Regions from separate parts of the Mus musculus genome. Here all the other regions are linked to region 1. The links are chromatin contacts, called in public HiChIP or PLAC-seq and promoter capture Hi-C maps. All regions are on one chromosome and are shown on one strand. The core of a region is the stretch at or near the end of the contact, and the rest is flanking DNA. Distances in the headings are between cores, read along the strand shown.

Region 1 (6,554 bases), core at 1,594-4,093:
TTTTTGTATGTGGGTGGTGCATACCAGTGGAAGCCGGAGGGGCAGGGTCCCTCTGGAGCTGGAGGAGGTTGTGTGGGTGTTGATTTGGGTGCTGAAACTAAAGTTGGGTCTTCTGGAAGGACAATGGGTGCTCTTGAGTTAGATCTTACACATTACTCTACCCAAAGCTTTCCATTGGCCAGTAAAGCCTGAGCTGACCCCATTAAATCCCAGTATCTTTTGGACAGCTGCTCTTCCCTGTTACTGGCTCCCCCATGGCCTTTGGATCTTGCTGTTTCTCCACAGTTTATGGTAATGGCTCCGCAGCAGAGCCCTTTGCTGTGGCTTTCCCCCTCTGCCTGGAATAGTTTTCCTTTGGGTAGTTGCATGGTTTGCTTTCTCCCTGTGTCTATTTAACAACAAACAGAGAAAAGGATCAGCAAAGAAATGAAAACGTGGGCTGGCGAGATGGCTCAGTGGGTAAGAGCACCCGACTGCTCTTCCGAAGGTCCAGAGTTCAAATCCCAGCAACCACATGGTGGCTCACAACCATCCGTAACGAGATCTGACTCCCTCTTCTGGAGTGTCTGAAGACAGCTACAGTGTACTTACATATAATCAATAAATAAATCTTTAAAAAAAAAAAAAAGAAATGAAAACGTGACAAGAATATGGTTTGTAACTGCTACTAAAATGTTTGAACTTCCAGGCCCTGGTGGGGCACACCTTTGATCCCAGCATTCAGGAGGCAGAGGCAGGCAGATTTCTGAGTTCAAGGCCAGCCTGGTCTACAGAGTGAGTTCCAGGACAGCCTGGGCTACATACACAGAGAAACTGTCTCGAAAATAATGAAACAAAACAAAAAGGTTGAACTACAGTACTTTCAGGAGGATGGGTGAGTACACCCCACGCTCCGGCTTAGGGTTCTATACTGCTCTCTAGTGGCCACTCTAGAAATAAAGTCCTGTCTTCTGAGAGGTTCAGCTTGTTGTTTCATTTTCTTGTCCACTTCACAGGACCTGTTGGACCATCCTGCCCTACAGAGTTTTCAAAAGAGCTCTGTCCTGTGGGTCTGTGGGGAGCACACACGGTACCTAGTGAGATCCCAGATTCTCAGCTGTTCATGTGGAACCTTGGGAAAGTAACTTGACATACTTTCTGCAGCTTTGAGGAGTGAGAGATGAACGTGGTGGTCAAGCTTGGTGCCCATGAGGTGGTTATCTTGGTGACTGCTACAAAAGGTTCCTGGGAAAGGGTGGAGAGATGGACTTTAGACTCCTTTACTCGAAACTCTGCTGTGTTGGCACAGCAGGAGATCAAAGTGGGGTCAGTGAAAGCTCCAGCCTTGCCAGGGCCACCTGACCACAGCTCCATTTCTCCCCACCCCCATGCCACCTGCTGAGACTGTGCAGGTCTGGGCTGGTGGCTTAGCTGCTCTGATGCCCTGTGGCATGCCGACTCTCCACTTCCCCTTATGATGGCTTGGCACAGCACACAGGTGAGAATCATTGGCTCACTGGGAGGTAGCAGAATCTGCCCAGCACATGGGTAGGAACCATCACTCCCGCCCTATGGATGCTGAACCCGATACCCACTGTAGGCAAAGTGTCTGGGTCAGAGGAACCTGGTCACCTTGGTGTTCAGTTGGGCTCTCGGCCCCCACATCTCCTAAGTCTATTCGCCAGAAGAACAAGCTACAGGCTTCCTGGACCATAGGAAAGGAATTCCAAGTGAGTTCTACTCATGGAAGCTAGGGCCCCAGCTCACTCTTTGAAGACGTACCTTCTTCCTGACCCTCACCAGCCCTGATCCCTGATTGGGGTCACACAGTGTTATCCCAATGACTGTTTCTTTCAAGCTTGTAAGCTGAGGGACCAGAGTGGCTTCCAGAATTCCTGTGGAACCCTGGGTTCTAAAATGCCATGAGCGATGGTACAGAAGATGTATGCAGAGGCCATGTGCTGTGTGAGAACTTTCTCTTGGGTGTGGGCGACTAAGGTTAGGTCAGTGAAGACCGAGGTGCTGGCCTGGTCTGGTCATGTCTCTTTTAGAAGAGGAGTTGAGTTTCCCTTTCAGTCAGGAATTCAGAAGTCTAGCCGTATGGGAAGGGATCCTCAATACGGTCAGGCAGGACCCAGAGCTGTCTCTCACAGACCTGCCAGCAGGGAGGCTTCTCTTCAGCTGTACACAAAGCATCTCTCTGTTCACTTGGACGGCCCTAAGGTTGAAAGGAGCCAGCCATGCTGGACAGTGAAATTACTAAGAACTCAGTCTCTGGAACTCTCCGACCCATAGACTAGTGAAGAAGACCCATGAGAAGCCTTCAATGGGGCCTGGGCTCCTCTTGGGGACAAGAGAGAAACAAGCTTCCTGGTGAGCCTTGGCTTATGATCCTACTTCCCTGACCCGAATTTCTGCCTTAGAGGCAGCCCCACCATCTCAGCTGAGCTACTTCTGTAGCCTCCTGGGCTTCTTGCCTCAAAGCAGCCTTCGCGTTCTCCCCCACACACTTCTGCCTGAGGTCAGGGGGACAAGTCTATGATGACATTCAGACCTTTCTCTTTTTAATTTTACGATGGCTTGGGAAGGCAGAACTTTTTAAAAAAATGTTACATTTTAAAATTTTAATAAAATTTAAATTAATACATTTTATTATTTTATTTTGCTGTATGAGAGTATCAGATGCCCTGCAACAGGAGTTACAGACAGTTGTGAGCTGTCATCTGTGTGTTGGAGATTGAACCCTGGGTCCCCTAGAAGAGCAGCCAGTGCTCTTATCTGCTGAGTCATCTCTGCTGATACAGCCTTGCTGCCTGCTTTTGCCTATGGCCTCATGACTCAGAAGCTAGTCGCCGTCTATCAGCCTCAGGCCTCAGCACTAGCTCTCCTTTGTCTCTCACCAGATGTCATTGTATCCACGACTAGTGTAGACAAAAGACACACTCTTCCCAGACCTGAGTGTTGTGCTCACAGACGCTGCATCTCTGATGCCCAGGTTGTGACTCCTGTAACCCTCACATCCCAGGCCAAGCAGGAAGGCCCCACTCTACCAATTGGCGGTGCTAGAATTCCCTGGGCTCTGATCCTCAGCTCAGAAGTCAGAGTTCCCTTTCTTGCATGCACAAATCACCCTCTCAGACCCTGGACGACAGCTGTTGACTTCCTGTTCTGTGTGAGGCCACAGACCCTGTACTGAACAGGCCCAAGAGACTGACTCTGCTCTTCCCATCACTTGTCTCCTGTCACCTGTCCCTGCTGCCATGTCCCCGTAATTTCCATGGAGACTGGTTTTTCCTTTAGCCTTCCGTGTCTCTCAGCTGGGTTTGGTGAGAGCCTGCAATGCCAGCACTTAGGCTGAGGAAGGACTGTCGAGGGTTTAAGATCTGAACGGCTTAAGCAACTTAGCGAGATCCTGTCTCAATAAACAAAATACAAGTAAAAATTAAGTGCCTTGTTTAATGATTTCAAGTTTTGGGAGGCTCAAAGTTTATTTTAAAGCAAAAAGAAGCCAGGTGGTAGTGGCGCATGCCTTTAATCCCAGCACTCAGGAGGCATAGGCTGGTGGATCTCTCTGAGTTTGAGGCTAGCCTGGTCTACAGGAGCGAGCTCCAGGGCAGCTAGGGCTACACAGAGAAACCCTATCTTGAAAAAACAAACCAAAACCAAAAGACAACAACAAAGATAAGTCCAGCCTATGGAGAAGAGGGGCCACACAGATGGGCACAGTGGAGACTGAAGAAGGCCTACAGTAGGATGCTTGGCGTAAACTCTGGACTGTCCACATACTTTGAATATTTGAACAGTGGTTCAGAGCTCAGATGCAGAGAGAGTCAGCATGGCTGCTGAAAGCCTAGGAAAAAAGCAACCCAGTACCGCTGTCTATGCGAGAGTCTCTACCAACCACAGAGGACTTAGGGCTACAGTGGACATGGTCATAGACCCACATTGTGAACATGGCGAGAGAGCTGGTCCCAAGTTCTTACCATTATGAGAGACAGTTAAACTGTCCCGGGGTAGGCTTGGTGACATGCTGAAAGAATGCCAGGGATTTGAGAAAACGGAACTCTATAAAGCAACCTAACCAGTCTAGAGACATCCGGGAGCTTTTGGATAAGATGGGTAGGTTTAAGACACACGATTGCAGACATAGTTTTACCAATGGTCAGGGCTTCACGTCTTTCCTCATGAGGAAGGTGAGGCCCACCAGAACAAATGGGACAACCAGACTATGGCTAGGTGCCACAAAGTCAGTTTGGGATAAAAATTCTGATTTATCCAAATAAAAGCTGATACTCCCCCAATCTCTTAGTAATCACAGTGATATGTGAGGAGCCTCTTCAAACACATGATTAAAAATCCAGTGGCCACACAGCCAGAGGTCTGTGGACAGGCCCAGACAGGGGGTTCTGACACACTCATGCTTTGGCTGTATCAGGACAAGACAGCACGTGTGCTGGGGTTCTGCCAGGCAGGAGGAACGAGCATGATTTATCTGCTGGCAAATGAGTCTCCTCCAATACACAGAATCATTCTTTTATATAAATCTATCTATCTTCTCAATCCTGGACATCAAAGTAGTCAATCACGGCCTCCTTCACTATCTTCTGTAAAGTACTGCTCCCGGGAGCCCTGCAAGGAAAGCAAAGACGATGAGCCTTTCTCTACAGGGAGATAAACCTGGGTCTTCAGGGAATTAAGGCTTCAAGTGTGTCTGATGCCCCGTCAATGTGTACTGGACACCATGCCGTAAGACAAGCCCCAGGAGGCCAGCGATGGCAGCTGAAGCCCAGCAGTTTACCCCAGCTCCTCTGCCGGCACAAGCTCAATGAGAAAGCAGCTAAGAATCCTTACTTGTCTGCCTGGTGTCGGTGATGAGGAATTGGTGGTGGCGGCCGTGTCTGTGTCTCCCTTTCAATCACACTGGTCAGCGTGGTAGGAGGACAAACAGACTTCCCTCTGTGGGGAGTAAAGCAGAGTGCTAAGATGAGAGAATCCTGAGCAGAAACAGCAGAGCCAGAAACCCGGCATTTGCTCGGGCAATGCTGCCATCGCCGCTACTGCCGCCAAGCACACCCACTACCACCTGTCTCAAGTGTGGCCAACCTGCATCCCACTTTGTTTGTCTACCCCCCGCCTCGCCCCCTGCAGCCCACCTCCTCCAACGCCACCCTTCACTATTTTTCACTGAGAAGTTCTCCCAACACCCTCAGGTTCTGATGGTGATTCTAGGTCCTTCCAGGCCCTTCCTCATACCGCCACCTCCATTTTCTCTGATGACAACATGGAGTCAGACAGAGTCCACCATTTTTTCTGTCTCCACCATGCCATGATTAGAGCCAGGGAGGTCAGCGGGAGAAGCAGGAGACAGGTGCAGGAGCACAGAGGAGCAGGCATTCTGCTCCGCCTGCAGAGGGACAACTCCATCGTCTGCCGTGGATCGGGGCCTTTGTGAGACTTGGGTACTAGGGTGCACCTGCCCTGCGCAGAGGTGTGCGCTCTGCTCTCTGCTTGGATCTTTAGGTAATGGTAAAAAGGCTATTCCACAGAAGTATAGATTTCCCTTCCGTTCCTCCAGGAGGAGAGGAAATAATAAAAGCACACAGTGACTCCCAGTGTCTTGCCTGTCCTGCTGAAGAGCTAGCCCTCCCTGTGACAGCAAGATCAACCCACCTGACGGCAGTGACCACGACATTGCGCTTTGGTTCGCTGTCATAGCTTATGCTCTCCAGGCCATAAACCTGGGCCAGGTCATGGATGATTCGGCGGTGGTCTCTGTTCATGGGGGGGAAGCAGTGGCTTTTCTTGTTATTCTTGCCCTGGTTGGAAGGAGAGAAGACTGATCATTTCCATGCCCTGGGATCAGAACAAGCTCAGGACTCCTCCTCACACCACAAGAACGCAGCTGTCTGAGGACGGCTGACTTTTACTTATGCTTTCCTGTTTGCGTCTGTGTCATTATTACTGCGCACTGTGCGCGTCAGATGATGGTGTTAGCGGTTGGTTCTATCCTTTCGCTGTGGGTTCCTGGGATGAAACTAAAGTTGTCAGCCTTGTGGAGTCATCTCGTGAGCCTGTGACTGAATTTCAGAGGTTCACTGAGTGTGAGCCTGGGATCTGACACACTCCAAACTTATAATGCACAGGCAGATGGACAGGGTTACAAACAGGAGAAGGTGGTGGAGCTGAGGGAGGCGTAGTAGGCGAGGGAAAGAGTGGGAAGGTAACCATCGGTAGATACAGCCCTGAGAGCCACTTAAACCTCAACCCAGTGGCTGGACACGGAGCCAAAGCTGTACTGGCTTCTTCTTCTTCTTCTTCTTCTTCTTCTTCTTCTTCTTCTTCTTCTTCTTCTTCTTCTTATTATTATTATTATTATTATTATTATTATTATTATTATTATTATTATTATATTGAGAATCTTACTGTGCAGCCCAGGTTATCCTGGAACTTGCTATGTAGATCAGGCTGTCCTCCAACTCACAGAACTCTACCTGTCTGTCTCCTAAGTGATGGGATAAACAGTGTTCATCACTATGCCCAGGTCACTATATCATTTCTCCATACATAGCTCATGC
Region 2 (6,554 bases), core at 3,183-5,682, 250 kb after region 1:
GGTCCCTGCTGGGCTCCCTTAATGTCTCAACTGCCTAAAACCTGTAGCCACTGCTGGGATTCCTCGAGGTAATGCAAGCTGCTTTTTCTTCCTTATTTACAGCAACTCCCTTTACCAAGCCACAACATCCTGCCCATCCCCCAGCTGCTGCTCTGGACCACCTCACAGATAGAGCCTTGAGGTTAAAGGGTGTGAACTTCCTCCATTTCCTGCCCTTCCCACCTCTAAATCTGCTTGGAGCCGCTGCACCCTTGCTATTCCGTTTTTTTTTGTCTTTCTTCACATCCAAGGCTAGATTCTAGACTGTGGTGCCATCTCTTCAGTCTCTACTGTCATGTGTCATTTAATAACCACTAAAGAAAATCTAGTCAGGTTGCTTTAAGTCATCGTCTGTCCCTGAGCCATACAGTGGGAAAAGAAATATCTGGTGAAATGTGGTTTCCATGAAAGGGTTAATTGTGATGAGGCAGAATTTAAAATGGAGGGGTATTTAAGGAGGACACTGACAAGGGAAAGATGCCCTTTACCCTACGGCCTTGTGTGGGCTCCTCGGTAGAAAGCCGGTAGAAAGCCGAGAACTTCAATTCAAGAGACAGTCAGGAGAGCTCGACTTCATGGAGACAATGCTCATTTTCTTGATGTATCTAAAAGTCTAAGAACAACAAATGAACTGTTTGCTTAGGGCCAGGTACCTGGGGCCTGTGGGTTTACAGATGATATTCTTCTGGTATCCCTAAGCCAGAACAATGCAGAAGTCAACTTACAATTCCCTCTGCAAAGGGAAGTCTTCAGGATAAGAAAAACAATCGAACCAGCTCTTTCTTTTCCTTTCTTTTCTTTTCTTTTCTTTTTTTTTTTTTTTTTTTTTTTTGTTTTAAAAGACTTCTTGGGGCTGGTGAGATGGCTCAGTGGGTAAGAGCACCCGACTGCTCTTCCGAAGGTCCGAAGTTCAAATCCCAGCAACCACATGGTGGCTCACAACCATCTGTAATGAGATCTGACTCCCTCTTCTGGAGTGTCTGAAGACAGCTCAGTGTACTTATAGACAATAAAAAAATAAATTAAAAAAAAAGATTTCTTTATGCTGGACATAATGGTGCATGCCTTTAATTCCAGCACGTGTGAGTGAGCCAGAGGCAGTCAGATTTCTTTGAGTTAAAGGCCAACATGGTCTACGTAGTGAGTTCCAAGACAGCCACAACTACATAGTGAGATCCTGTGTCAAAACAAAACAAAACCCAAACAAACAAGCAAACAAAAAGATTTATTTACTTTTATTTTCCACGTATGAGTGTTTTGGCTGCATGTATGTCTGTGCACCATGTTTGTGAATGGTGCCCATGGAGACTGGGCGAGGACTTTGGATCCTCTGACTATAGTTCCAGTTGGTTGTGAGCCACCATGTGAGTGCTGGGAATGAAACTCCTGAGATAGCAGCAGAGCCATCTCCAGCCCCAGTGTTTGGTTTTTTAGAGAGAGTGTCTCAGGCTAGCCTTGAACTTGCTGTAATCCTTCAATCTCAACCTCTCAAATTCTGGCATTATAACCTCGGACTACCGTGCTCTATTTGGCTCATACTTTTTTTTTTTTTTTTTTTTTAATTTTTATGTAGCCACAAAGCTTTGGAAGCATGGTAAGCCAGGGTACTGGTGTCATCCAGAGACTGTGTCAAATTTCTCTTTTAATGTCTTTGTCTTCGGCTGGCTCATTGGACCTAGCAGGAGCTCATGCAGACTGATTCTGTAATAGGCGATACAGCTCCTTGTGCACAGCAGGCAAGACACTCTGTTTCAAGTTTGTCTTATAGATGAGAGGTCTAAATGGGCTGCAGATGCCACGAGTAAGTGCATGGTCAGATTTTATCATTAGCATCACCTCCTCAGCTCTCTCCTCTTAGCACATTTTAAAATGTATCTAAACCGGGCGTGGTGGCTCATGCCTTTAATCCCAGCACTTGGGAGGCAGAGGCAGGCAGATTTCTGAGTTTGAGGCCAGCCTGGTCTACAAAGTGAGTTCCAGGACAGCCCGGGCTACACAGAGAAACCCTGTCTCAAAAAAACAAAAAATAAAAAATAAAAATAAGAAAATGTGTTTAAACATTTTCTCCTCCTCTTCCTCCTTCTCCTTTTCTTCTTCCTTCTTCCCTCTTCATCTTCCTCTTCCTCGACCTCACCCCTAGCCCCCTTTCTCTTTCCTCTTCTTTTTGATTTTTTAAGACAGGGTTTCTGTGTAGCTCTGGCTGTCCTGCAACTCATGCTGTAGACCAGGCTGGCCTCTGACTTTCAGACATCCTCCTGCCTCTGCCTTCCTGAGCGCTGGGATTAAAGGCATGCACCCCCACCCCCACCCAGCAATTCAATATTTTCTGAAATTTGTATTTGTGTGTGTGTGTGTGTGTGTGTGTGTGTGTGTGTGTGTGCATGTACTCACAGAGGTCAGAGAGCAACTCTCTGGAGCCTCCCTTCTTCCATCATGTGAGCCCAAAGCATAGAAGTAGTATTGTCAGGAAAGTGGCAAGCATCTTTGCCAGCTGAGCCATCACTTTGGCACTTAAAATTTTAAGCTTTACCTAATCTTTGAACCTGCTTATAAATTACATCCTTTGAAAAATGTAACTTGGGGCTGGAACGATGGCTCAGCAGGTAAGAGCGCGACTGGTCTCTAATGAGATCTGGCGCCCTCTTCTGGTGTGTCTCAAGACAGCTACCGTGTACTTATGTATAATAATAAATAAATCTTTGGGCCAGAGTGAGTGGGGCTGACCGGAGTGAGCAGAGGTCCTGAATTCAAATTCCCAACCACATGATGGCTCAGAACCATTAGTACAGCTACAGTGTACTCATATACATTAAATAAATAAATAAATCTTTTTTAAAAAGAAAAGAAAAAAAAAAAAAAAGAAAAATGTAACTTGAAACGCTACAAGACTGGACCGGGGATCCAGCTCAGTTGCCAGAGGGCTTGCCTAGCATGCAGTCTGGGTTCAGTCCCAAGCACTGCCTGCCCCGGGGTGGGAGAGCTTCTCTGTAGTTCCGGCACTCAGGAGGAGGGTGAGGCTGGGGGATGAGGAGTTTAACATTATCTGTGGTTCCATAGCATTTTGAGTCCAGCCTGAGATACACACGATGGTGTTTCCAATAAAGGAAAAAGCCACAAGACACATGTATTAGCTATGCTTGAGAGACTCAAGCCCCCTCCCCATCTCTTTTTCTGCCTGTACTTCAGATTTAAGTCCATACTGTCCTAATTTTTTATCTCTTTTTAATAAATCCAACTTTGCTTCATACTGACTCATTCTGAAAATCTCTACGGTAAAAAACCAAACCACCCAACAAACAAAAACAATCCAACAAAATAAAACTCAACCAAAACTGTTGGCATTCCTTCTACGCTCTGCCCAACAGTTACCTAGCAACAGCCAGGTAGGCCTGACTCACTATAAAAGGGACAGTTTGGCTTCCCTTCACTCCCTCTGATTCTCTGACTCTCTTTTCTCTCTTACCTCCCACACCTTCTCTCTTCCCCCTCCCTCCCTCTCCCCTTCTCCCTCTCCTTTGTCTCCTCTCCTTCTCTGTCTCCTCCCTCTCTCTGCCTCTACTCCCTTCTCAACTCCCCTTCCCATGTCCCCAAATAATCTCTATTCTATACTAGACCCATGGGCCTGCTGAGGTATCCTCTCCCACCGCACCATTCCTCGCTCTACAAAACATATCCCTGACTCTACAAAACACATCCTAGTCTTTACAAAACACATAAAAAACCAACCCAGTTTCATTTGAGTTGAGGCTGCAGAAGAACTCAATAGGCGTGGACTATGTGTCTCCCCACTGCTGCTGACAATGAGCTTGCCAGAGGACTTCCCCAAACCTACCATGGCAATTGGAGAAACGGAGACTTTGGGCAGGATAGTGGGAATGAGGGCAGAATCTCCCCTCATCTAGCCAAAGGAAAAGGAGAAATCTGAAATGTGTAGACTGAGAACTAATTTTGTGCCCCAGAGCTCCTTGAGATTGTAAGAAAATAATTTGGGAAAGGAGGGCCAAAGATGCCATTTAAAAGACAGCTCTGGGAAATCCCTGTAGAGAAAGTACAGGAAGCTGCTGTGCTCGGGTGCCCTGGTTTTGTTTGTTCAGATCCCAGATCAAAGGATAGCAGAGGGAAGCCTCAGGAAGCCACAAATGCCAGCAAGTCAGTGGTGGGGTAACAACCCTCACATTCCAGTCCCAGCCTGTGGCAAGAACCTTTTCATGTGGCTTTAGTATCACAGAGGCTGAGTGGGCCAGTGGGCCACACATTGTGTTTTGGGGGAGGGGGGGCTAAGACAAGGGAGAAGGTCATGGGATGACCAACCAGCCACCACCTGCAGACACAGGAACAGCGTGCAAGCTCATTGGTGAGAGCTGGGATTGTTAACAAGGACAGTGTTCCCTTACTCCAGACTGACCAGTTTAGACCTCGTTTGAACCTACAGTGCTCATTTCCTCTTTGTGTTAAGAAATAGAAACTGAGGCCGGGCAGTGGTGGCACATGCCTTTAATCCCAGCACTTGGGAGGCAGAGGCAGGTGGATTTCTGAGTTCGAGGCCAGCCTGGTCTACAGAGTGAGTTCCAGGACAGTCAGGGCTACACAGAGAAACCCTGTCTCGTAAAACAAACAAACGAACAAAAAAAAAGAAGAAGAAATAGAAACTGCAGGAAGACTTTGACAGCATCTTAAAAATTGAAAACAATTATGTCTTAAAACCACGTACAGGTGTGTGTTAATTGAATGAAAATGGCTCTCACATGTTCATAGGGAGTGTGACTTTATTTGAAAAGATTAGGAGGCGTGGTCTTGTTGGAGGAAGTGTGCCCGGGGGGATGGGCTTTGAGGGTTCAGAAGCTCAAGCTGGGCTCATGACTCACAGTCTCTTGCTGCTGCCTGCTAATCCAGATGTAGAACTCTCAGCTACCTCTCCAGCACCATGTCTGTCCACATGCTGGCATGCTTCCTGCTATGACAAATAATACACTAAACTTCCGAACCTGTAAGCCAGCCCCAATTAAATATTTTCCTTTATAAGGTTTGCCATGGTCATGGTGTCTCTTCATAGCACCAAAAACCCTTAGACATGTGGATATGAATGTAGGTGCCCAGGAGGTCGGAGGCATCAGATCTCCTGAGGCCTGATGGTTACAGATGGTTGCGAGTTGCTATGTGGGAGCTGGCAATCACACCTGGGTCCTCTGGAAGAGCCACGGGTGCTTGTAAGTGCTGAGCTATCTCCACAGCTTTAAATGATAACTATGGCACATTCTTTTTCAGTGCTAGATGTGCCAGATATGGTTAACATGTTTTACATGTAATAATAATTCATTTGATCCTCAGAAAACTTATTTCATTTTTAATTTTTCAGACAGTTGCCCTGGCTATCCTAGAACTCACAGCACAAGACCAGGTTGGCCTCAAACTCCCAGAGACCTGCCTGCCTCTGACTCCTGAGCACTGGGATTAAAGGCCTGCACCCCCACCACCTGACTCTCAGGAATGATGAGAGCTCCTAACAGCACACCCTGGAATTCCCAGTTCAGCCGCTCTCAGTGCTGCAGCTCACAGGCAAGCAGTGGTGCATAGTGACTGGTTAGGTTCCTTCGGAAGCAAGAGCCTCCTGGAAGGCAGACGATGGGAGGAAGGTAATCAGAGGGTACAAATAGGACTAGCAGAAAGAGATAGAAGGGACCAAACTCCAAGAATAGGCACTGGGGAGCGGAGGGGGTGGGGGGGCTGGGCAGGAGAAGAAAAACAAAATCGACAACAAACTCCACTGAAAACTGCGGCATCTCCCGCAAATCTCCCGCAAAGGAATCCAGGCAGAAGGGATAAACCGCACTGGGGCGTGGTTGCTCGTGATCTTGCGCCTGTCATTTGGGTCTTGCTCTGCAGACCCTTAGGACCACCGGGCTCCAGCGCAACTATGAACTTGGAGCGGGTATCCAATGAGGAGAAGTTGAACCTGTGCCGGAAGTACTATCTTGGTGGATTTGCGTTCCTGCCTTTTCTTTGGTTAGTCAACATTTTCTGGTTCTTCAGAGAGGCGTTCCTCGCCCCAGCCTACACAGAGCAGAGCCAAATCAAAGGCTATGTTTGGCGCTCAGCTGTGGGCTTCCTCTTCTGGGTGATCATTCTCGCCACCTGGATCACCATCTTCCAGATCTACCGGCCCCGCTGGGGCGCTCTTGGGGACTACCTCTCCTTCACCATTCCCCTGGGCACTCCCTAACAACTTCATAAGCTGCTGATCTGTTCTTTCTCCCAGGATGAAGGCTTCTCTGCTCTAGGCTTTCCCTCAGACCCTGAAGACATCTGTTTCTCATTTCCCATCTGCCCCAATAAAGGACCCTAACTTAAAAAAAAAAAAAAAAAAAAAAAAAAAAAAAAAAAAAAAAGAATAGGCACTGGGGGTTGGGCTTTGGTTTGGCTGGTATGGGTTTTTCTGAGACAGAGTCTCACTATGCAGCTGCCCTAAGACTCTCTCTGTAGACCAGGATCACAGAGATCCACCCGAGCGCTGGAAT
Region 3 (6,554 bases), core at 2,971-5,470, 190 kb after region 1:
TTACAATTTAAGAATTTTCTCATATGATATACTCTGGTTTTCATTATGTAGCTTAGGCTGACCTAGAAATTCGTAATCCTCCTGCCTCAGCCTCATGCCTGTTTACTAACCTTACTGCTGACCCCTTAGTGTTCTTCATTCCAGGTTTCACTGTCATAATCTTGAACACATTTTGAATTACTTTCTTGGGATAACTTCTTGGAAGGAATCTGTAGGCCAGATATGGTCATCTTGATGACATGGGTTCAAACTGCCACATTGCTTTCTGAGATGATTGGTGTCATTCAGAGTCTCTAAATTTGAAATCCCTGGCTTCTGAAGAATGTGGAGCTAAAGAGAATGTTGAACCTATCTTGAGCCTCATGTGAACATCTCCAGTCTCTCCCTCCCTCCCTCCCTCCCTCCCTCTCTCTCTTTCCCTCCCTCCGTTCTTCCCTTCCTCCCTCCCTCCTTCTCTTTTTTTCCTCCCTCCCTCCCTCCCATCCTCTTTTCTTCTCTCTCCTTCCCTCCCCTCTTTGTGTGTGTGATTTCCCAAGTGAGTGAGACATGTTGTTCCTCACAGTAATTCCCTCTAGGCTGTTCCTGCCCAGGTATTCTGAAAAGGAGTCTGTTGATTCTTTATACTCCATAAGTAGAAATGGTTTATATAAATTAAGAATGACCTTTCCTCCTTCCTATATGTAAAGCCAACTCTACAGAAGAGGATCACATGTTGGCTATCCAAGCCCGACTTTAAAATAATATTGATTAAGCCTTTGTGAGTTGGCTGCTGGTAACACACCTGCATGCAGCCACCCATAGATACTGTTGTTAATAGCTTCCGATAGATTAGTCTGAATTCCTAGTCATTTAACCTAAATGGACAATTCCCATATGACAGCTCAGGTGTACAGAACCTAATAACAGTGCCCAAGTCAAAGAACACTGAAATTATATTGGATTAAAAATAAGTTGATGCAGTTGCCTAAAGTCCGCAGATATAAAGGGCTAGTATTTTCCTTGCACCTGCCTTTTACTTGGCTTACTACCATCAGAGTATATCATATGAGAATATGAATTCAGTAGCTGATGCGTGTCAGGAGAGATCTTTTGGGGAAACTAATAAAACATGCCTAATTGCATAAATGGTAAAGTGATTTCTAATGACCCCAAGTTTATAGATCCAGGAGATGAGGCCACTCTCAAAAGGGACGCTGTTTTTCTCTTCTAGCCTCTCCCTGTATCTTCTACTAAATTTGCAGTTCCCTTCTGACTTAATAGGGCACTCTGGGTTCATTGAATCAGGACAGAGTTGATTTTACCTATGTGAAATGGGATCACATCTTAGAGTGTTGACAAGAGGACTCAGTGGCACGAGGCATATAATCAAAACTGTTCCTTGGGCACAGGAAGTGTGCACTGAGTTCCTTAGGCTGGCACAGTAAAGTCACTTCTAAATAGAGAGATGTGAAACTGTGACCAAAGCTTAGGGAAGTGGAAATCGCAGAGTTGTCATCTCCTGGCCAGTGTACAGACCTACTCCAGGCCATGAGAAGAAGGGCTTCACTTTGTGGAATCCACACTGGAGACATCCCTGGAATGTGTGCTTCCCCCATGTGTTAGGTGTGCCAGGTATTTGTAGCTGTCAATGCAGTCATCTCTAGGTGGACCCAGTTTGTCAGTATTCAGAGCACACCAGTTGAATGTTTTGGGAATAAGCCAGAAGGGAGTGTGGGATGTCTTGTGGAGCGGTGAGAAGGTGTGTTGTTATAATTTAAAATTGGGTTGGAGAGATGGCTCAGCAGTAAAAGCACTTGCTCCTCTTGCAGAGGACCATGGTTTGATTCCCAGCCCCCACATGGTGGTTCAGAACCATCTGGAAACTACAGATGCAGGAGATCCGATGCCCTCTTCTAACTTCTTGGGGCACCAGGTACACACACATAGTGCACATGCGTACTTACAGGTAAAACATTCATACACATCAAATAAATCTTAGAAAATAAGAAAAAAATTAAAATGGAGAATTCTACAGAGAAACCCTATCTTGAAACAAACAAACAAACAAAAAAGGAGGATAAATATAAGTCCCATCAGTTAGGCTGTACATCTGGAATGTTGTACGTGGGGGCTGGAGTTGAAATCCAGAATGCCCAGTTCAGAAGTCCGCTCTCTTGCCAATGTACTGTAATCTCTAAGTCTTCGTTTATCGTGAGATAAAATGAAGGGTTTGCTTGAATGCTCATTGGACTATCTTCCTGCCTGACGTTGCCAGTGTAGCCATGGTTAGCTAAGAGGCTTCACTGTAAGATTCTGGAGTGCTTACTAATGTCACCTTGTAAAGCGGGCAGAGTTGTCAGTGGGCCCTGAGAACCAGATTGAGTCTTAGCTGAAGAAACTCACAGCTGCCCTGCCCTCACACAGTGCTGCCATTTACAGACTCTCACCTGGGAGAAAGATTCTTTTCCTCTCTCCCTCCCTCTCTCTTACACACACACACACACACTCCACTCCATGTAAATGTCTGACGGCGCCGGGCTGCGATCATAGCTACCCATGGTTGCTTTGGGCAGACACATCTGCTTAGACTCATGTGGCAAACCCGCTGCCTAAACAGGAAGGCAGAAGCTACAGATCAGTTGATAAGTGGGTCGGTGTGAAAACCTACTCGGTAGGAGCCATTCTGAATAGAGAGCCCTGGACTTCGACCACACCTGCGTCAAGCATGCATGACGTCATATATGCCGACCATTCCCTACATGCCAGGCGTGGGGAAAGTTCATTAACTCCCACAGAGGCTCATTTTCTTGCTTAAGTGTCCTGACTAGAGCCTCTGTTATAATCCTGAGTAGGTATGGTGGAAGAGGATATCCCTTTGTTCTTGCCGAGCGGGGAAAGACTCAGGTCTCCACAGTTAAAAACTGTGCTGGGAGGCCAGGTTTCCGTGGCTCATACCTTTAATCCCAGCGCAGAAGAGGCAGAGACAGACAGATAGCTGGGAGTCTTCATAGTGAGACCCCGGCTCAAACAAACAAGCAACAAACAAAAACAAAGAATTGCGCTAGGGGGCTGGCAAGATGGCTTAGCAGGTAAAGGTGTTTGCCACAAGTCTGACAACCTGATGACCTGAGTATGGAAGGAGAGAACTGACCTTCTCAAGTTGTCCTCTGACCTCTACGTGTGTACTGTGGCACGTCTCTCTCTCTCTCTCTCTCTCTCTCTCTCTCTCTCTCTCTCTCTCTCGCGCGCGCGCGCGCGCACACACACACACACACACACACACACACCACATACACACACCCACCTCCCCACACACACCCTAAAACAAATGTTAAAAGGTCAAAAAAGAGCCGGGCGTGGTGGCGCACGCCTTTAATCCCAGCACTTGGGAGGCAGAGGCAGGCGGATTTCTGAGTTCGAGGCCAGCCTGGTCTACAAAGTGAGTTCCAGGACAGCCAGGACTACACAGAGAAACCCTGTCTCAAAAACACCAAAAAAAAAAAAAAAAAAAAAGGTCAAAAAAGAGTGGTGAATCCCCCTCCATTCCCAGTCTGGTGCTTTTGTCATTGAAAGGCTGAGGGTTTTGACAGTGCTTGTTAATCATGTGGCTTTATTCGTTTTGTTTCTGTTTTTACTTTTTTGTTTTTCCTTTTTGGTCCATTCTATTGATGTAGTGCACTTTTCATGTCGAATGACTTTTGGCCATTAAGGCAACCTTGTATGCCCAGGATAAATATTACTTGGTTATTGTATTTAGTGTGCTTATTTTTTGCTTGCTTGAGTTTGATAGTATGTTGTCTTAGCTTTTTTAATTATGAGAGATTTGTCTGTAGTTTTCTTTCCTTGTGACACCTTTGTCTGGTTTTGTATGAGGATAATAATGCCTCAGAGGACGAGGCGGAGAATATCCCCACCTCTTGTGGTTTTGAAAGACTTGGTGTCAGTTCGTCCAACCCTTTTAGCATCTGGTAGACTTCTCTGGGGAAGCCACCTGGACCTGACTTTCTGTTTATATAGAAAGACTCACTCATCTTTTAATTTTATCTCTGCCATCTTTAGCTACACAGGCATTCTGGTTTGTCATCTTTCAACTGTGACTTTAGGTTATTTTCAGAATCGGGAAGGGCTCCATCACTCCTGAATTGGCTCCCCAACATTTTAGTGCTTGTTACTGGTGTTGGATGGAGGGCAGAATGGCTGCCAATGTGCTGCGGTTTCCTTCTGTCATATCCATTGGGCCCTCGGAAGTACCAGACTCTGCCAATCCACCCCGTTAGCCAGTGGATCAAAGTTCAGCTGTGAGGTTTTATATTTACGTCAACAGAACTGCCTTCCCCTATAAGTTCTGTCGTTCTAGGGAGTCTGGGAAGAAAGGAAAATTAGCACTGAATATCTCTAAGTGCCAGGCACTGTGGTGAAAGTCTGTGTGTTTATAATTATCCCCACCCTTTGGGGGAAATTAGAGATAGCTGCATTTATAATGGTTCTGATAGCTTAGTATTGCTTGGAATGCACAGTTGGCTGATTGCCCAGATGGCCTATTAGACTTTCTACAGTCTAATGTTTGGTCCTAGGAGGAGGGTGAGAGTACACGTAAGTAGCATTGTAGGTCAGGAAACTGCATCAGAGTTTCAGAACTGATAAAAGGACTGACTGATTTAGCAGCACAACTTTCCATACGTATATGCCAGAATGCTAAGTTGCTGTTTTACCGGAAGAGCGGGAAGAGTAAAACTGACAGCAAGTGCTTTGGAGTTCTGTGGCTGTGGCTGAGTGCACAACTTTGATCCCAGCACTTGGGAGGTAGAGGCAGGTGGGGATCTCTGTGAGTTTGAGGCCAGCCTGGTCTACAGAGCAAGTTCAAGCCCTGTATAGTACAGGGATACACAGAGAAACCTGTCTCAAAAAAAAAAAAATCTGAAGATGCAAACAGCCCTACATAGAAAGTCAGAGTTTACTCAGGGACCAGAAGAGTCAAAAGCCAGAGTAGAGAAAGTTCACTCGGGCCACTGTCTTAGAGATCATTGTGCAGGCCTGGAGTCTTCCTGCATCCCAGAGCCTTACACATGATAGGTAAGACAGCTGGAGAAGGTGTGTGTGTGTGTGTGTGTGTGTGTGTGTGTGTGTGTGTGTGTTTGTGAGAGACAGACAGACAGACACAGACACAGACAGACAGACAGACAGACAGAGAGATGTGTGTGTACATGTGTTTGGAGACCAGGTCTCTGCTGTATGGTCTTGGCTGGTCTAGAATTCATGCTCCTCAGTTCCCTTGTCCTGTCACCACCATGACGAGCTCCTTAGGAAGATTTGTCTGTTGTGCCAATACTGCGGTAAAAAGAAAACCAGAAATCATGTATTATATTCAGCCTTTCCATTTGACACAATATCTCAGACTTCCTTTGTATTTTGACGGAACCTTGCTGAAGACTACAAGCCAGTTACTTTGTAGAAGTTTCCTCAGGTTTGCTGTTAGTTCATGACTATTCTTTTTGTATATTTTGCTTGGCCGGGGTCTCACTGTCTAGTTCAGGCTAGCCTTATACTTGTGTTCCTCCCGGGCTACTCCCTCAGCCTAGGCTTATGCAACTATTCCGTGATTCCTCCCACTTTTCTCCACTGGATTTGTTTTTTAACATCTGTAGGTATTTATTTATCCCTGAATCAGTTACTGTGGTGGATGATTTCTTTGTATTTGTTACTTAAAAGATTTCCCCCCCCCCCATCAATTCTCTCTTTTTCTCTACTCTTTGATTTACAGATCATTGCAGAATATGAATTCTTTTTAAAATTATTTTTAATTATAATATAATTACATCAATTATATTATAATTAAAGTATAATTTCAATGAAAGGGAGAAACCCTTCCCTTTCCTGCCTCCAAACTCACCCCATGTGCTCCCCTGCTCTCTTTCAATTCATGGTCTTTTTTTTTTTCATTAACTGTCATTATATACATATGTATGTATGTGCACATATATTCCTAAACCTGACCAACATGCCAGACTGTTGATTCTTGGTTTTTACTTTATTCCGAAGCTTGCCATCCCAGGTTTACCGTGGGATTTTCTCCCACTGGCTCACTCTTGCATCCTTTTGATATCGTCTGTCATTCTTGGAGCAACTTTTTTCTGGAAGGAGTGAGGTATTCCAGGAGGCTGCTCTTTCCTTGACTCTGCCCTGGCACCAGCCATTTCAGTGAGCCTTAGTTCTGTTCAGGAGAGAATATATGTGGAAAACTAGAATTAGCTGCCAGGGATGGATTCACTTTGGCTTCTAGGGTCCATCTCTGTTACCATGTGTGCGCTTAGCCTGTTGATTCTGACTGCGCAGAGACACTCCGTACCTACTCTGGGTTCCCCTGCTGTCTTTTCCTTAATGGCGAATATGCAGACTGCTTCTCACACTGCTTGCCCAGATGTCACTGTGCAGAGCATCCTTGTACAAGACACTGGGGTTAGAGATGTGTGCTCCAGCCCCAGCTATGTGTGGGGTTTGAGAATTTGAACTGAAGGCCTCATGCTTGTGCAGTCAATGTTTTATCCACCGAGCCATCTCCCCAGCTACCATGGGGT
Region 4 (6,554 bases), core at 1,040-3,539, 170 kb before region 1:
TCTGTGTCTGTGTCTGTGGTCCCTAATGTACCCACCGATTCTCTTGCAGATTTACGGTTATGATGAGCTCCAGATGCTGCAGTCACGGCTGCCAATGGTGAGTGACAGATGCTTAGTGAGGACCTCGGCAGTAGAGGCTCTCGACTTGCTTGACAGCCACTATGCTTGGCCTTCAGAATCCTCAGCTATGGATCTCCCCCAAACCACTATGAGACGCTGTGTCTAGTGGTGCTATGCTTTGTTTGACCATTGTCTTGGCAGATAAAGGTCATTGCTCATCCCTGGGGAATGAGGGACTCTGGAACCCTGAGCATTCACTGTAAGACATGCATAGCTCGTACCAAATGTATTATCTTATTTTCCTGCTCCATTAAAAACAAAACAATACAACAACAAAAACAACCAAATACTAAAAACAGCTGAACATGGAGATATGTTCCTGTAATCCTGGCATTTGAGAGACTAAGCTTGAGTTCAAGACTAGCCTAGAAGCCGGTGATGCACACCTTTAATCCCAGCACTAGGGAGGCAGAGGCAGGCGGATTTCTGAGTTCGAGGCCAACCTGGTCTACAAAGTGAGTTCCAGGACAGCCAGGGGTATACAGAGAAACCCTGTCTCGAAAAACCAGGGCGGGTAAAAAAAAAAAAGACTAGACTAGGCTACATTCTGAGAACAAACTTATCATACAATCTAAGACTTGTGAGTTGTGCCTGGAAATGTCATACTGTCTTCCTCTCATGCTTGGGCACAGGGCTGCATTCACGAGGAGAGCATTGCTGTTCTGCCCTAGGAGGAGGAGCAGCGTACCCTGGCTGACTTTATAAAGTATCATCTGGGTCTAGCCTTCGCCCTTACTTACAAGAATGCTGGCCCAAGTGCTGCTACTACTTCACCTCGTCCAGGGTTGTCTGTCCTCTGACCCTGGGCCTAGGAATAAAGTAATGGATACTGTGGGAAAGCCACCGTGAGATGAGAAGCAAGGAAGCAGGGGCAGGCCATCTCCACACAAGCAAGAGTGCCCTCTAGGTAGACAGTCTCAGCCTTATACTTTGTAGGGAATCTGTCAGTCACAGACACAGAATGTGGTCTTTGATGTTCTCAGAGGATGTGACTGCCCGGGCACGGGCTGCCTGTGCTTGCTGTCGTGCCTACTTCTTGCCTACACCCACTCCTGTTGCTGGGTTCCTTGTCTTCTGCCAGGCCGCCCAGAGTGAGCCGCTGCAGGTAGCGCCTCCACTTGATCGAGTGGAGTCCTGTCTGAGGGAGAGGCTGGCTGAGGGTCTGTTGAGTCTAACAGGATGTAGAAGGACCCCTGGGTAGCATCCAAGATAGCCTGAAGTGACACTCACAGCTGCATCTGTCCTTAGGGGCTTTTCTTGCCTCTCCACCCATACCATGAGTCTCCTTTTCCTTGGATTTTCTGGGTATACAAGTTGGGCTAGGATTTCTGCAGATGCACCATTGTGTGCCTAACCACAGGACAGAAGCCATCGTATCCCTGCAGCTGAAGTGTCACAGTTGTAAGCCGCCACATAGGTTACTGGAAGAGCACCCAGCTTTTTTAACCACTGAGCCATTTCTCCAGCCTCTCCCTTTTCTGTTTTAAAAGTTATATCTTAGAGGACATCTTTAGAGAGTCCGCAGTGGAAACAAGCTTTACATTTTTTCTTGGGTCGTGTTTAGCCTTTCTTTGGGGCTAAACTGCTGCCTTTGGATTTCCTTGTCTGTGAAGGTGCTCCCTTGTGGGCCTCCTTCCTACTAGTCTCCTTTGTCTCCAGCTAGTCCCTGCAAGTTCCTTGTCATTTGGCTAGTTCTTTTTGCCTCTTAGAATTCTGGCTGAGGATTCCATGTTTTCTTGGAGTTTGCCTAGACCTGCAGCCTAAGGAATGTGAGAGCCATTCCCAGCTATGTGTTCTTGACTAGCGTGACTCAGCTCAGACGGCCCAGGGCCCTGGGTGGTGAGGGCCAGGGCAGAGTTTCTTCCTCCAGAGTGCAGCTTTGGTGGCCTGTGTTTGCACTGTTGTACCTGCCATTCTCCCCTGCCATTTAGCTCTGTTGCTGTAGCTAAAGGAGTTGGCAGAAGCTAGACCCATGGTCTTATGCCTGCCTAGCATTGCTTTCTGCCCCTCTTTAAGTCTCTTAGGCTTGGCCTCTTTTACCATTCCCATGGCTGTTCCTTTAGTCTCTCACTCAGTAAGGACCAGTACAGTTGGTTTGGCCTGTAGCATTTACCAAGTCTCCGTATGTGCTGTGAAAAGAGTTGTGAGATTGATTGTGTCTGGTTCAGGCATTAGGGTTTGGCAATCTGCCCACATGCTGTCAGCTAAAGCAGAGGTTCTGAGCTGCACACACCCAGGGTACTGTCATACATGCAGCTCTCTGGACAGCTGCCTGTTCTGGGAGTGTGGCATCACCCAGAGTGTGCATACATGTTCTGCCACCTGGATCTGCTCTCTGGGGATGGGGTGAGACCATTGCTCAGTGAGTCTCCTTGGTCTTTCCTAGGATTACTATGGAATTCCCTTTGCAGCACCCACAGCCCTTGCCAGCCGAGATGGGAATCTAGCTAATAATCCATATTCAGGTTAGTTGGCTCAGCGGGCAAGAGTTGGGGAGGTGATGGGCTGTCCTGTCTAGCCACAGGAGGCCAGAAGGTGGATGAGGCGGGCTGAGGCAGTCTTTGAAGGTGTGAGTACTTGAGCTGGCAGTATGAGCTATTCCTGTTTGTAACAGCTAGCCTGGCCTTTCCCCTGGTAATACAAGGGTCGTTGTTCTTCTAGGTGACGTCACAAAGTTTGGCCGAGGAGACTCTGCATCCCCTGCACCTCCAACGACCCCAGCTCAGGCCCAGCAGAGCCAGTCTCAGACCCACCACACGGCCCAGCAGCCCTTTTTGAATCCTGGTCTGCCACCTGGCTACAGCTATACCGGCCTCCCCTACTACACAGGCGTGCCCAGTGCCTTCCAGTATGGGCCTACTATGTTTGTGAGTATTTCCTGGGCTATGGGTTCTTCAAAAGTTGAAACTTTGGGGATGTTTTCCAGCATCTATCAGCAGCAGATGATGCAGCCACGAGCCCATTGAGTTGCAGCCAGCCTTGGTTCAGGGGTCAGATTGTATTTCCCAGCTCCTTTAGATTCATCATGGATTGCACTTAGGAAACTAGTGGTTCTCTGCGTTCTGACTTATTTTTGCCTGACGCTCAAGCCAAGGCTGATCTCCTCTTTGCATTATTCTTACACTCAAACCTCGCCTGTTTGTCCAATCAGGTCCCTCCAACCTCAGCGAAGCAGCACGGTGTGGCCCTCAGCACTCCCCCGACCCCTTTCCAGCAGGCCAGTGGCTATGGGCAGCACGCTTACAGCACAGGTAAGGACTGCATCACTCCCAGTACTGAGCGGCACATGCTCAGAGAGACCTGCTTAGCCCACACATGCCTCTTGTGCCCTGTCATCCTAGGTTATGACGATTTGACCCAGGGGACGGCAGCAGGAGACTACACCAAGGGTGGCTATGGTGGATCATCTCAGGCACCAAACAAGTCGACTGGTTCTGGGCCTGGCAAAGGTAATGTCAGCTCCTCTCCGGGACTGGAACCTGGAGTAGTAGTCTCCTGTGTGACAGCTGTTTTTTTTCCTAGGAGTGTCAGTATCTTCAGGCACTGGCTTACCTGATATGACTGGTTCCGTCTACAACAAGACACAGGTGAGGTCGCACAAAGGTGGGCACAGTTAGATGGGCGAAGAGTGCAGTTCAACCTGACGGCATTGCCATCTTTATCCTACAGACTTTTGACAAGCAGGGATTTCATGCCGGGACTCCTCCACCATTCAGCCTGCCGTCTGCCTTGGGCTCCACCGGGCCCCTGGCCCCTGCAGCGGCCCCCGGCTACGCGCCTGCCCCGTTCCTGCACATCATGCCGGCCCACCAGCAGCCCCACTCCCAGCTGTTGCACCACCACCTACAGCAGGATGCCCCGGTGAGCGCAGTGATGGAGGCAGCCTCCCCACGTGGGGCCTGGGGTTCTGTTCCAGCCTTTATAGCCTTTTCTCCTCTTCCTCCTCAGAGCGGCTCTGGTCAGCGCAGCCAGCCCAGCTCCCTTCAGCCCAAGTCTCAAGCCTCCAAACCCACCTACGGCAGCGCTCCATACTGGACAAACTAGACCCTGAAAAGGAGGGGGTGGGCTCTGGGCAGGAGGGAACACATGGAGCACCTTCCTGGAGCCCCGTGCCCTTGCTGGGATCCTGAGACAACTGTCAGCTGAGCCCTGTGGGAAGCCTGCCTCCCAGACCCTCTGCTGTGTGTAATGTATTTATGTATGTACTTGTAAATGTGATACAAGCCTGGAGGAGCTGGGCTGTGGTCACGGGTAGCACACAAGTGTGTGCTCCCAGTCCAGACACCCTTACCATAGCCAAGTAGGCCCCACTCCGACCCCTCTGCCTTCAGATCTTCCATGTGGCCCCAGCTCAGTGGGCTGCTGGGTGTGCCACTGAAGGACTGGTGGTTTGGGGCCAGGTCAGTACCAATGAAGAATCACGACTTATCTCATTCCCTGTGAACCATTATGTTTTCTCCTCTGTAATTACTTCATCCTTGTGTTTGAAAAACTGATCCTTCTGTCATTTGTCATGGTCCCTCTTCTAACAAATCTTAATCTGGAAACAGAAGAAATAACCCCTGTCCAGCAGAAGCCTGTCCGTCTGCGCACAGCAGAAGCCTGTCCGTCTGCGCACAGCAGGGCTTCCGCTTTGGGTCTGGTCCTGCTCTGGGGACTTGTCTTTCTAACCAACATTTAAAAACAAAATCTGCACTAGGTCTCAGAGATGTGCAGCCAGTCAGCTCCCTTATAAAGAAATCAAAGATCTGCTTCCATCCATCTCAGTGAAAGCCTGTCTGCAATCAAAGGCTCCCCCATCCCAGTTGTCCTGAGCCAGGTGGACAGCTGTTTCAGGGTTTTCTCTCACCCAAACTCCACCTAATAAAATCCTGAGAGCATTCTTGGTCTCCGTGTTCTGGCTAAGGGGGTGGCTTGGGAGAGGCACTGCCTCACAGGGAGGGTCACTTGAATTGCTGTTCCCTTCTTTCTTCAGGGCCTAAGCTGGGCCTAGTCAATAGTCAAGTTCATGGGCCCAGAGAACAGAGTGCTGAGATAGTGCTGTCCAAACCCCACCTGCCTAGTCTGGGAAGAAGCCGAGTGCCCAGACTCAGAGCTGGAGAGCTGCCGCTGACAGTCACCTGTCCTACCACTGCCTGTGGCTGTTGGTTAAGTCAGAGGTTGGGGGCAGGGAATATTCAGTACCCTGAAGTGTTGGGGCTCTCCAGCTCCACTGTGTGAGACCAGGCTAGAGGAAAGAAGAGTGTGCGTGCCTCATTCAGGATGTTTTAGGTGGGCTCCTTAGGTAGGCAGGGGTTTACTGAGTTTGAGACTGGACATATCTATATGTGGGACACTTTTTTAAAAAGCAGTTCTTTAATGGTCTCAACGTTTTGGGGGAGAATTGGTGATCACGGCATAGTTAGTGATCAAGCCATCAGACACTTAAAGGTTTTGACCCATAGTTAAGGCAAGCATCTGACTGAAACGGGCCCCCGTTTTCTCCTTGCGCCTTCTTCTGCCACCTGAGTGTGCAGACTGAGTCACGGTGCTGCTGCTCGCCATGCTCTTGCTGGACTATGAGCACAAGGTGAGCTCTGTTGGCACAGGGTGGGCAACACCCGTCAGGCAAATTAAACAAATGTCCTTGCCCTTAACCTTCTATCTTAAAAGAAAGTATGGCTGAGAGTAGTTAGTTTCTAAGAAAAGGTCAGTGGAGCCCAAGGAGTGCCTTTAACTTTCTAGCGGAGACCTGAGAATTATTAAGGTAATGAGATGTATTTTTTAACTAGCAAGGGGCTAGGGTCGATCCATGGGGAAATAGCAATACAGGTATTTTTTATTTCACAGTTTTATTAGACAGGTGGGCAGAAAGAGACAAACCACTAAAGGGGAAGCCAACAAAAAGCATCAGATAAACTTCTCATTCGTTAAACTGAAAAACCATCTACAATGAAAACTAAGAAAACTAGTAAGGTCAGGATGTCTGCTGGTTTCAGTTGAAATTGCATCTGAATCTTTTAAAGTTGTAAATGTAAACCTGGTTGATGAGGGCTGGGGAGGGGGCAATTCCCCTTCCAGTGGCCAGGATCAAACACGAGGGACCCAGCAAATGGTGGCCAGGCCAGGAGGGAGAAGTGATTACAAACGTAGTGTGGTTAAGAGAGTTCTAGAATGAGAAAGCCGGGCGACGGAGAGGGAGGGGCAACAGTGGGATCAGGATAAAGAGCACGCACTCAGCGAGGCCTGGATAGACCCAGAGGAGTCACGTTCATCTCACACCAGGCAAACAGCACAACTGCTCAAAACTTCTACTTGCACCCCAAAACTATCTATTCCCAAAAGGGAAAATTAATGCACTCAAGGCTTTTCCCACAGGACAGGTGTTCAGGGACCTAAGTGTGTGCATGTTAACTCAGTTTAGACTGCAGCATCTGGGCTGCCTAAGTCCACAC

The links. HiChIP or PLAC-seq counts read pairs in DNA pulled down with a chosen protein or histone mark. Capture Hi-C pulls out chosen DNA fragments and counts their contacts.
Region 2: a contact with region 1 is called in an HNF4G HiChIP or PLAC-seq map of pancreatic cancer cells. The contact joins two enhancer-like sites. A contact is called at or near these places in 19 of 39 promoter capture datasets (the 3T3-L1 cell line, 3T3-L1-derived adipocytes, the C10 cell line and 12 more), 3 of 15 datasets of contacts at CTCF or cohesin (embryonic stem cells, large pre-B cells and pro-B cells), 27 of 484 Hi-C or Micro-C datasets (the G1E-ER4 cell line, the HL-1 cell line, the HPC-7 cell line and 12 more), 13 of 115 datasets of contacts at active chromatin or transcription factors (the HPC-7 cell line, bone marrow-derived macrophages, cardiomyocytes and 6 more) and 2 of 9 other capture datasets (adipose tissue and embryonic stem cells).
Region 3: a contact with region 1 is called in an HNF4G HiChIP or PLAC-seq map of pancreatic cancer cells. The contact joins two enhancer-like sites. A contact is called at or near these places in 1 of 484 Hi-C or Micro-C datasets (nephron progenitors), 1 of 115 datasets of contacts at active chromatin or transcription factors (pancreatic cancer cells) and 3 of 9 other capture datasets (adipose tissue, liver and pancreatic islet).
Region 4: a promoter capture Hi-C map of adipose tissue shows a contact between it and region 1. The contact joins two enhancer-like sites. A contact is called at or near these places in 12 of 39 promoter capture datasets (the C10 cell line, the HPC-7 cell line, cranial neural crest and 8 more), 1 of 15 datasets of contacts at CTCF or cohesin (large pre-B cells), 4 of 484 Hi-C or Micro-C datasets (bone marrow-derived macrophages, embryonic stem cells and hematopoietic stem cells), 7 of 115 datasets of contacts at active chromatin or transcription factors (cardiomyocytes, embryonic stem cells and microglia) and 5 of 9 other capture datasets (adipose tissue, embryonic stem cells, embryonic trunk and 2 more).

The regions. Positions count from the first base shown.
Region 1 is chr4:41,022,855-41,029,408 of GRCm38.p6, reverse strand. It overlaps Nfx1 (nuclear transcription factor, X-box binding 1), which reads right to left. Exons shown (of 24, transcript NM_023739.3): 22 at 5,650-5,795; 23 at 4,831-4,935; 24 at 3,417-4,608. The coding sequence ends at 4,536. Among named protein-coding and RNA genes, the nearest start is that of Aqp7, 22 kb to the left of the region's middle. Within about 2 kb of position 2,843, at least 79 of the 459 cell types and tissues checked have an H3K27ac peak or open chromatin away from gene starts, as enhancers often do. A contact at or near this core is called in the G1E-ER4 cell line, the HL-1 cell line, adipose tissue and 3 more, where this site is marked.
Region 2 is chr4:40,774,964-40,781,517 of GRCm38.p6, reverse strand. It overlaps Gm34213 (a long non-coding RNA gene), which reads right to left. Exons shown (of 3, transcript XR_390479.3): 3 at 4,742-4,990. It also overlaps the pseudogene Psenen-ps. Among named protein-coding and RNA genes, the nearest start is that of Gm34213, 5.3 kb to the right of the region's middle. Within about 2 kb of position 4,432, at least 65 of the 459 cell types and tissues checked have an H3K27ac peak or open chromatin away from gene starts, as enhancers often do. A contact at or near this core is called in the G1E-ER4 cell line, the HL-1 cell line, bone marrow-derived macrophages and 2 more, where this site is marked.
Region 3 is chr4:40,835,522-40,842,075 of GRCm38.p6, reverse strand. All of the region lies in intron 1 of B4galt1 (UDP-Gal:betaGlcNAc beta 1,4- galactosyltransferase, polypeptide 1), which reads left to right. Among named protein-coding and RNA genes, the nearest start is that of Mir5123, 11 kb to the left of the region's middle. Within about 2 kb of position 4,220, at least 123 of the 459 cell types and tissues checked have an H3K27ac peak or open chromatin away from gene starts, as enhancers often do. A contact at or near this core is called in adipose tissue and pancreatic cancer cells, where this site is marked.
Region 4 is chr4:41,192,761-41,199,314 of GRCm38.p6, reverse strand. Ubap2 (ubiquitin-associated protein 2) reads left to right here. Exons shown (of 29, transcript NM_026872.1): 22 at 50-97; 23 at 2,507-2,585; 24 at 2,782-2,987; 25 at 3,272-3,371; 26 at 3,462-3,569; 27 at 3,643-3,707; 28 at 3,790-3,981; 29 at 4,069-5,000. The coding sequence ends at 4,164. Ube2r2 (ubiquitin-conjugating enzyme E2R 2) reads right to left here. Exons shown (of 5, transcript NM_026275.4): 5 at 5,945-6,554. Among named protein-coding and RNA genes, the nearest start is that of Gm22888, 7.1 kb to the left of the region's middle. Within about 2 kb of position 2,289, at least 50 of the 459 cell types and tissues checked have an H3K27ac peak or open chromatin away from gene starts, as enhancers often do. A contact at or near this core is called in adipose tissue, where this site is marked.